2 separate regions of the Triticum aestivum genome follow, and region 2 is linked to region 1. A link is a contact called in public Hi-C data. All regions are on one chromosome and are shown on one strand. The core of a region is the stretch at or near the end of the contact, and the rest is flanking DNA. Distances in the headings are between cores, read along the strand shown.

Region 1 (3,911 bases), core at 1,330-3,829:
TCCCGTTGATGACGAGGTGCCTACGGTGAATTCGTAAATCTCAAGATGATATGCCGGCTCAGTCTTTCGAAGGTGCTCATAGAGGTAGGGTGTGCGTGTGTGCGTTCATATGGGTAAGTGTATGCGCATGTATATGAGTTCTTGTGTTGTACTGATGTTAAAAAAAATAGCACCTTGTCTAGCTGGGAGTTTCGTTGCTTGGGTTGGAGTGTGTAGCGTTTGTAGTTCGCTTAAGACAAATGGTTTCCTAATATGAAATCGGAGGGAAAGCCTCTCTTTTGCTCGAGAAACAAAAACAAAAGCTTGATGCAGACTGTATCGATTGGGTTGCACCAAATCGCATCAGACATTCTTGCTGGTTGTTCTTGACAAATGGTACCAGCAATACCAAAATATTTCGGCCATTGTTTGCCTCGGGGTCGGCTTTACTTTCGTCGAGCCAACTCGTCGAGGACGACCATGAGAAATCACGCCGAGACGCAGGCTCACATCAAGCTGACAGATCTTGCCTGATCGATTTCCTCCACAATAAGCTGACGGTGTAGATGCGTAAGCTAGCTAGAGATACACGTACACGAGGTTACATTCTTTTTGACAGTGTCGTACTCGTACACGGGGTCATGGGAGGCGATGAGAGCAAATCTAGCAGACCCCGCAAAACGCCCCGACCCGCAAAATAACCGCCAAATTGCGGATCGGGGCCGAAAAATCTGCACGAGCAGACCCCGCAAAACGCCCCGGCCCGCAAAAAGTTTTGCGGGGCCCGGCAAATCTTCTCTCCCAACCTCTATCTTCACGGGCTGGGAGGCCGACCCGAGCTCAACCCCCATCCGGCGCGAGATTTGGCGGGAGGGACATTTTCGCGCCCCCTTTTCCGCTTCCCGCACCCTCCGTCACCATTGCCCCCTCTCCGAAAGCTCCGGCTGCTCCTCCCCGGCCGTCCCTCGCCACCATGGACGACCCCATGCTGCCCCCCGTCGCCGTCGAGGTCGCGCACGCCCCTTCCCCTCGGGCGGATCTTGTCGCCGGCCATCTAGGCCCCGCCGGCGTCGCCCAAGCACACGCCACGCCTGCCCGCAAGCGGCAGGGCAACGTGCTTGTGCAGGGCGGGAATCCGGCTGCCCCCGCCGCGATGGCCCGCGCTCCGGGCGGCAATGCTGCCGTGCGATCCCGGCCGGCGGCGGAGAAGGCCGGCAAGGCCGCGGGCGCAAAGCGGAGGAAGGTTCCGACTTTAAGGAACAAATCTTCTTCAACCTCTCACTCCATCCCCCCGCAAGGAGGTGCTCCGGCGATGCCGTCCAACGGTGCTGCTCCCCCCGCGAGCGAGGTGTTCGACGAAATGGCCGGAAGGTATATCTCTTCGGACTTTGGTGATTCTCTTTCATTTTCGCCATTGTTTTTCGATAGCTCATGACTTGTTATCGTTCGGTATAGCGGTGATTCGAACAATGCAACAACCGAGTTCGTGAACTTGTTGGACACAAACGCGGTTGACATTGATCAAGCCCCCTTCGAACCTTTCGTTTACAATGAAACAGAGTGCGGCGTGGACGATCATGGTTGTGCGGACGACTTGGCGGAGATCGAAGCGGAAGCGTTTGAGAATTCACAAGCAAAAGCTGGGAAAAGCCAAAGATCGAAGAACTACACCATCTTGGAAGATCAAGCTGTCATTGTTGCTCTGAAAACAAATCGCTGTCATTGTTGCTCGCCGAAGAGAACAAGATCATGTCAATGAGCCACAATGACATGGACGACGTTACCAAAACATGGCATGATATGGCAAGGAGAGAGATCTTGAAGAGGAGAATGGTCGCCTCGGCCGGTCCGTCTGCCAGTTCCGGTGATGTTTTCTCTGCTCCATACGGTGGCAATGTGGATGATTTCGGTGCGGGAGTTGGAACAAGCGACGGAGGTGGCTACGGTGGCGCCGATGAACTTCAAGATGGACTCCATGACGCCGAGTGAAGATCGACCCCCAAGATGATGCCGGACATGGGTGCATACCTTTGCATGCCCTCTTTTGCGTAATGAACTTCGTTTTTATTCGCGCGCAAACTGTTTATGTCATTTGAATTTGAACTTGTTTGTGAAACCCTATGACAAATTTCAGATTTGCAGTTTTTTTGTTTGCGGGTCGTTGCGCTGTTGCCCGAGCAAAACCCGCATATTCGACCCGTAAAAAAGCATATTCCGCAAATATACTTTTATATGGGTCCGTTTGGGGTCTGCATCTGTGCTAGTCCTCGCCAGCCCGCAAAAACGATTTTGCGCGAACTGCAAACGCGTTTTGTGGGTCAACATTTTGCTGGATCTCCTAGAGTTGCTTTGACCAAAGGCCCTTGGAGCCACACCCAGTACATAGCACCCCCTTCTGACCTCAGGACCTGCCCTGCACTGCACTAGGTTCCTTCTAGATATCAATCTAGCTAGCACACAGGAACCCCTCAAAATAAAAAATAAAAAAGCTAGCACACAGGAGGGCGTGATGTGATTCCCTTCTTCTCCTCTTTACAAGCAAACAAAAGTGGTAGTAGCTACCGCGTCGGCATCTCAGACCTTTTCTATTGGCATTTGCACAACAGCTCAATTAGCTATTGCAATCTACTCCAGCTAGCAGTTTTGTTGGTCGATCTCGTCTCCTTCCTCAACGTGGCGAACGCCACGAGCACATGACTCCGGACAGGACAAACGTGCCGGCCGCCTTTCACCTGCAACTGCAAGATAAATCGATCACTGACGAGGTGAGCAGCGAGCAAGCACAATAGTCTATCTACCTGATCCGATGGAGGAGACCAAGCCGCGGAACCTCGGCGGCTCGCTGCCCGTGCCCAACGTGCAGGACCTCGCCGGCCGGCCCGACGAGCTCGCGGTCACGCCCACCCTCCTCCGCCGCTATGTGCGGCCTCAGCCCAACACGGCCGACCTGCGCCCCGACGCCCCTGCCGGCGAAGAACAGGAGCACGTCCCCATCATCGACCTCGGCCGGCTCCTCAATCCGGATGGCCTCGCCGGCGGGCGGGACGAGGAGGCCGCCAGGCTGCGCTCGGCCTGCGAGGACTGGGGGTTCTTTCAGGTGGTGAACCACGGGATACCCGAGGAGACCGTGGAGGAGATGAAGAAGAACGTCATGGGATTCTTCGCGCTCCCGCTGGCCGAGAAGACGGCCTTTGCGCAGCAGCCCGGAGAGATCGAGGGGTACGGCCAGGCATTCGTCGTCTCGGAGGAGCAGACGCTCGACTGGGCGGACATGTTCTTCCTCCTCACGCAGCCGCCCACCTACCGCGATCTCCGCCTCTGGCCGTCCAACCCTTCCACATTCAAGTAAGTGGATAATCAACTGACAGAAGAAAATCATATCATCGTCAAGCTCCCGTTGATTTGTTTGCTGTGGCAGGACTTGCTTGGAGAACTACTCTACGGAGGTGCAAAGGGTGGCAGGTGAGCTGCTGGGAGCCATGGCGGAGAACCTGGGCGTGAGAGACCACTCGGACATGACGAGGCTCGCCGCGTCGCAGTCAGTGAGGATGAACTACTACCCGCCTTGCCCGGAGGCGCATGTGGACAGCGTGTTGGGCCTGTCGCCGCACTCGGACGCCGTCGGGCTGACGCTGCTGCTGCAGGTCAGCAAGGTCCCCGGGCTGCAGATCAGGAGGAAAGGCGGCTGGGTCCCGGTCACGCCGCTCCCCGGCGCCCTCGTCGTCAACGTCGGCGACGTGATTGAGGTGTTCACCAACGGGAAGTACAGGAGCGTCGAGCACAGGGCGGTGGTTAACGCACGCCATGAGCGGATGTCCATCGCGACGTTCCACAGTGGGAGGTTCGGCACCATGTACGGGCCGCTGGAGGAGGTCGTCGGAGACGGGGAGCCGCGGTACAGGAGTGTCAGCGTCCAGGAATATGTGAAGCTC
Region 2 (3,436 bases), core at 517-3,016, 270 kb before region 1:
TGGTAGAGCTGTTATGCTAAGCAGATCGTCGGTGTCTGCCTTGTTGATTTGTTTCTTGACATGGTACGTACGTACATTTGCCAGAAAGCTGGTGCTCTCTCCCCAAAGGCCAGCCTACGGGAGAGCTATGAGACAGTACTCCGAAAATCTCAAATTGTAACTGCAAGTGTGAATTACCTCTGCTCTGTTTCTGTGTGTTGTACTCCTCCAAAGATCAAAGTTGGTTTTTGCCCCCTGGAAACAAACCCAAGAAACTTTTGCTTTCCTCTCATAAATAAACCAGCATCTCCAACGCGGACTCTTAAACCACTCGCATCCGTTCGGACCGTGCTGTTTGAATGTGTCTTGCCGTCCAACGCTGTCATTTTGATTGTCGGTATCTGCCTTCTTGATTTGATTCTTGATGACTTTATACGTACGTACATTTTGTTGGAAATATGAGCAATTTACCGAATAATTTTATTAACAGAAATACTAGATAAAGTATGACTAATATAGCAGAGATAAAACAAGTTATGCAATCTGACAGAGAGAAGGTAATAGCATCTGCATATATGAATTAGAACCAAACACATCTAGAGCAAACATAACCTCAAACAGAAAGAGCATAAGAACGTACGAAACAGCAGCAGAAGCATTGGTCTTGGGTCGACATCCTCGCCAGCCATGTTGTTGAAGAGGTTGTCGACGCCGGGGAAGAAGTCGTCGTGGTGTCTTGAGCGTCCGTGATGATCTGGTCAGTAGTCACGCAGAGCGCTCCCAAAAACCTTATCACCTTATCACCCTTCTCCCGTACATGACTCAAAGAGGTGAGATTTCGGAGGCCTACTGTCCCGACATAAGCTCAGTGGTTCGGAACGGTGGCAAGAGGATACTACAGCAAAACGTTTCAGCAACCCGCGGCGCGTCGTGACGACGAGGCGTGGCGTGCGGCAGAGGAGGGGCGCGCGTGAATGCCCCTCTTGTGTTTTGTGCGCAGTACAGGACGCTTGTACTTTCATCCCATAATTTCAGAATCTCAGAAGATGCTTTAAGACGAAAATTCAACTTGTTTGCCCGGGCTCATCTACACCCGATAAAATAAAAAAAATGATTTTTTTTGGGTGGTGCAAAATGCTCAAAGGCGTGATGTTCATGCAAAAATTCAGGTGTTTGGACATTGGAGGAGCTGCAAAATTTCGGGGTGTTTGAACATTCGAGGAGGTCCTGACAAAAAAGTCAAAATCATATGTGAATAGTGTTGTTTTCAAAAGTTTCTCAGACACCCAAAATCTATCTTTTTCATCACGAGCTCCTCGAATGTCCAGACTTCACCAAATTTTACACGGACAACACGCACATAAGCATCTTGCATCACAAAATTATTTACATTTTTTACTATTTCAAACGCTTTTACTGTTCACATCCGGCCTCATCTGAGCCCGGGTGCAGAATAGCCGCATCCATACAATTACATCCATTCCACTGGACCGAGTTTTTTTTTTTTTTGAACTTTGAAATTGCAATAGTTAGTTGTTAGGCCCAGAGGAAGCAGAATGGGAAGGCCCAAGCCCTGGCGGGCAAAAGACAGAGCACTGGCATGTGGGCCCACCTGTCAGTGCCAGCCAACTTACGAACTTAGCAAAGGCGGCAAGTTAGCGGGTCCTGGGCCTCGGTCCGGCCACTAAACTGAAGTGAGAACCCGAATCCACGAACCCATTTCTCTTCCTTCCAGCGGAAGGAGAACACTCTTCCCACTCGAGGAATATAAAACCGACCCAACCAACTCCCGACGAAGCGGCGCGCTTCCGAGGAAGCGGAGGAGGGCCCGCCCGCAATTTCACAAAGTTCCGGGGAGGATGCCGATAGAGATGCCGCGGGGGCTCCCCTTCGCCGTGGACACGTGGGGCCCCTCCTCCCGCCGCCGGCGCCACCGCTTCCTCACCCACGCGCACCGGGACCACCTCGTCGGCGCCGGCGCCGGGGCCGACCCCGGAGGAGGCGCCCTCTACGCCACCCGCCTCACCCTGTCCCTCGCCCTCCGCCACTTTCCCCAGGTACCTTAGCCTGTCTCCCAGAGAGACGCGGTAGATTTTGAATTTGCTGCGGTGGATTGAGATTTCTCGCGCGGTGCGGCCGTGTTGCAGCTGGACCAGGGGGAGTTCGTGGAGGTCGAGGTGGGGAGGACGTTCAAGGTGGATGACCCCGCCGGCGCCTTCTCCGTCACCGCGTACGATGCCAACCACTGCCCTGGTAATTGTTGTTTTATCCTTGTTTGGTCTGCTCATCGTGTTACAGCACTCTGTAAGATTGAGCTTGCTAGTGGATAAATCAATCCTACTACTACAAATGCGCCGTACATAAGATTGAACTTGCTGGTGCATAAATCAATCCTGCTTTCATTTCTGAAACTGATAAACAGCCAGCTCCCAAGTTCTGAAATGCATCGTACCTAAGATTCAACTTGCTAGTGCATAAATCAGTACTGCTTTCATTTCTGAAACTGATAAATAGTCAGCTCCCAAGTTCTCAAATGCAAAATGAAACACCACATCATCAAGCTAGCCCCTCCCGGTGTAGCATCACCCTTGGCAGCTACTGGGAGATCTAAGCAGGCTCTCAACGTTTTTAGAAGCACAACAGTAGCATAATAGCCGGACCAAAAGAGCACCACAAAAACGAGATACAGATGCAAAGCGTTTGCCTCAAAGTGTCTCCATGGACCACGGCCGATGATTCCCAGCTACGCTCACCAGAAACACTCAGTTACGGCAATCCTCAACCATCAGCGCTGACCCCCGCCTCCGATTGAAGAACTCAAACACCAGTTGCAGAAATAAGCTTGCCCCTCAGCACTGCATTGAGCGCACACCTGCTTTATGCCTTTATGTAATCCAGAGTAAAAGTTCAACCAATGAGCCGTTTTCGCTACAAGACTAGTTGGGTCATAAGGAAACACGTTACGAAAGCAAGCTGCATTATGATATGTCCAAATCAACAAAATGTGAGCAGCTACCCTACAGCTAACCGCCCCCTGTGAGACCCTTGCAAATTTAGCACCCAACCATATAAATTTGCTACTGAACTTATCTCAATGTCAATATCCAAAACACATTTTGGTGCACCCCAGGCATGTCTAACGATGGAAAAATGAATGCACAAAATGATGTTATTATCTTGTCGGGGATATGGAGCGACATATGCCAAGGGATGGCTTATCATGGATGGGGACATAAGTACGTCGCCAGGCTCTAGAAACGGGATTGGGCGAGATCGCCTACGCCGGCGAATCTTACCCAGGTTCGGGGCTCTCCTAGGAGATAACACCCCTAGTCCTGCTCTGCGGGGTCTCCGCATGATCACTATCTCAACAAGGTAGCTACAAGCTTGCTCCTTGAGCTGTTTGGCTAGGGGAAGAAGAAGAACAAGGCTAGCTCTACTCCTTTCTCCCTACGTG

Evidence for each region. Hi-C and Micro-C count contacts between places; a contact is called where the count stands out from the background.
Region 2: a Hi-C map of leaf shows a contact between it and region 1, with 4 times the contacts expected there. The contact joins the promoter of LOC123080147 here to the promoter of LOC123080144 in region 1. A contact is called at or near these places in 2 of 5 Hi-C or Micro-C datasets (both in leaf).

Annotation. Positions count from the first base shown.
Region 1 is chr3D:517,656,658-517,660,568 of IWGSC CS RefSeq v2.1, reverse strand. LOC123080144 (S-norcoclaurine synthase 1) reads left to right here and starts at 2,579. Exons shown (of 2, transcript XM_044503032.1): 1 at 2,579-3,324; 2 at 3,398-3,911. The coding sequence starts at 2,786.
Region 2 is chr3D:517,930,705-517,934,140 of IWGSC CS RefSeq v2.1, reverse strand. LOC123080147 (5' exonuclease Apollo) reads left to right here and starts at 1,766. Exons shown (of 5, transcript XM_044503034.1): 1 at 1,766-2,036; 2 at 2,127-2,232. The coding sequence starts at 1,839. LOC123080148 (bidirectional sugar transporter SWEET1a) reads left to right here. Exons shown (of 6, transcript XM_044503035.1): 6 at 1-195.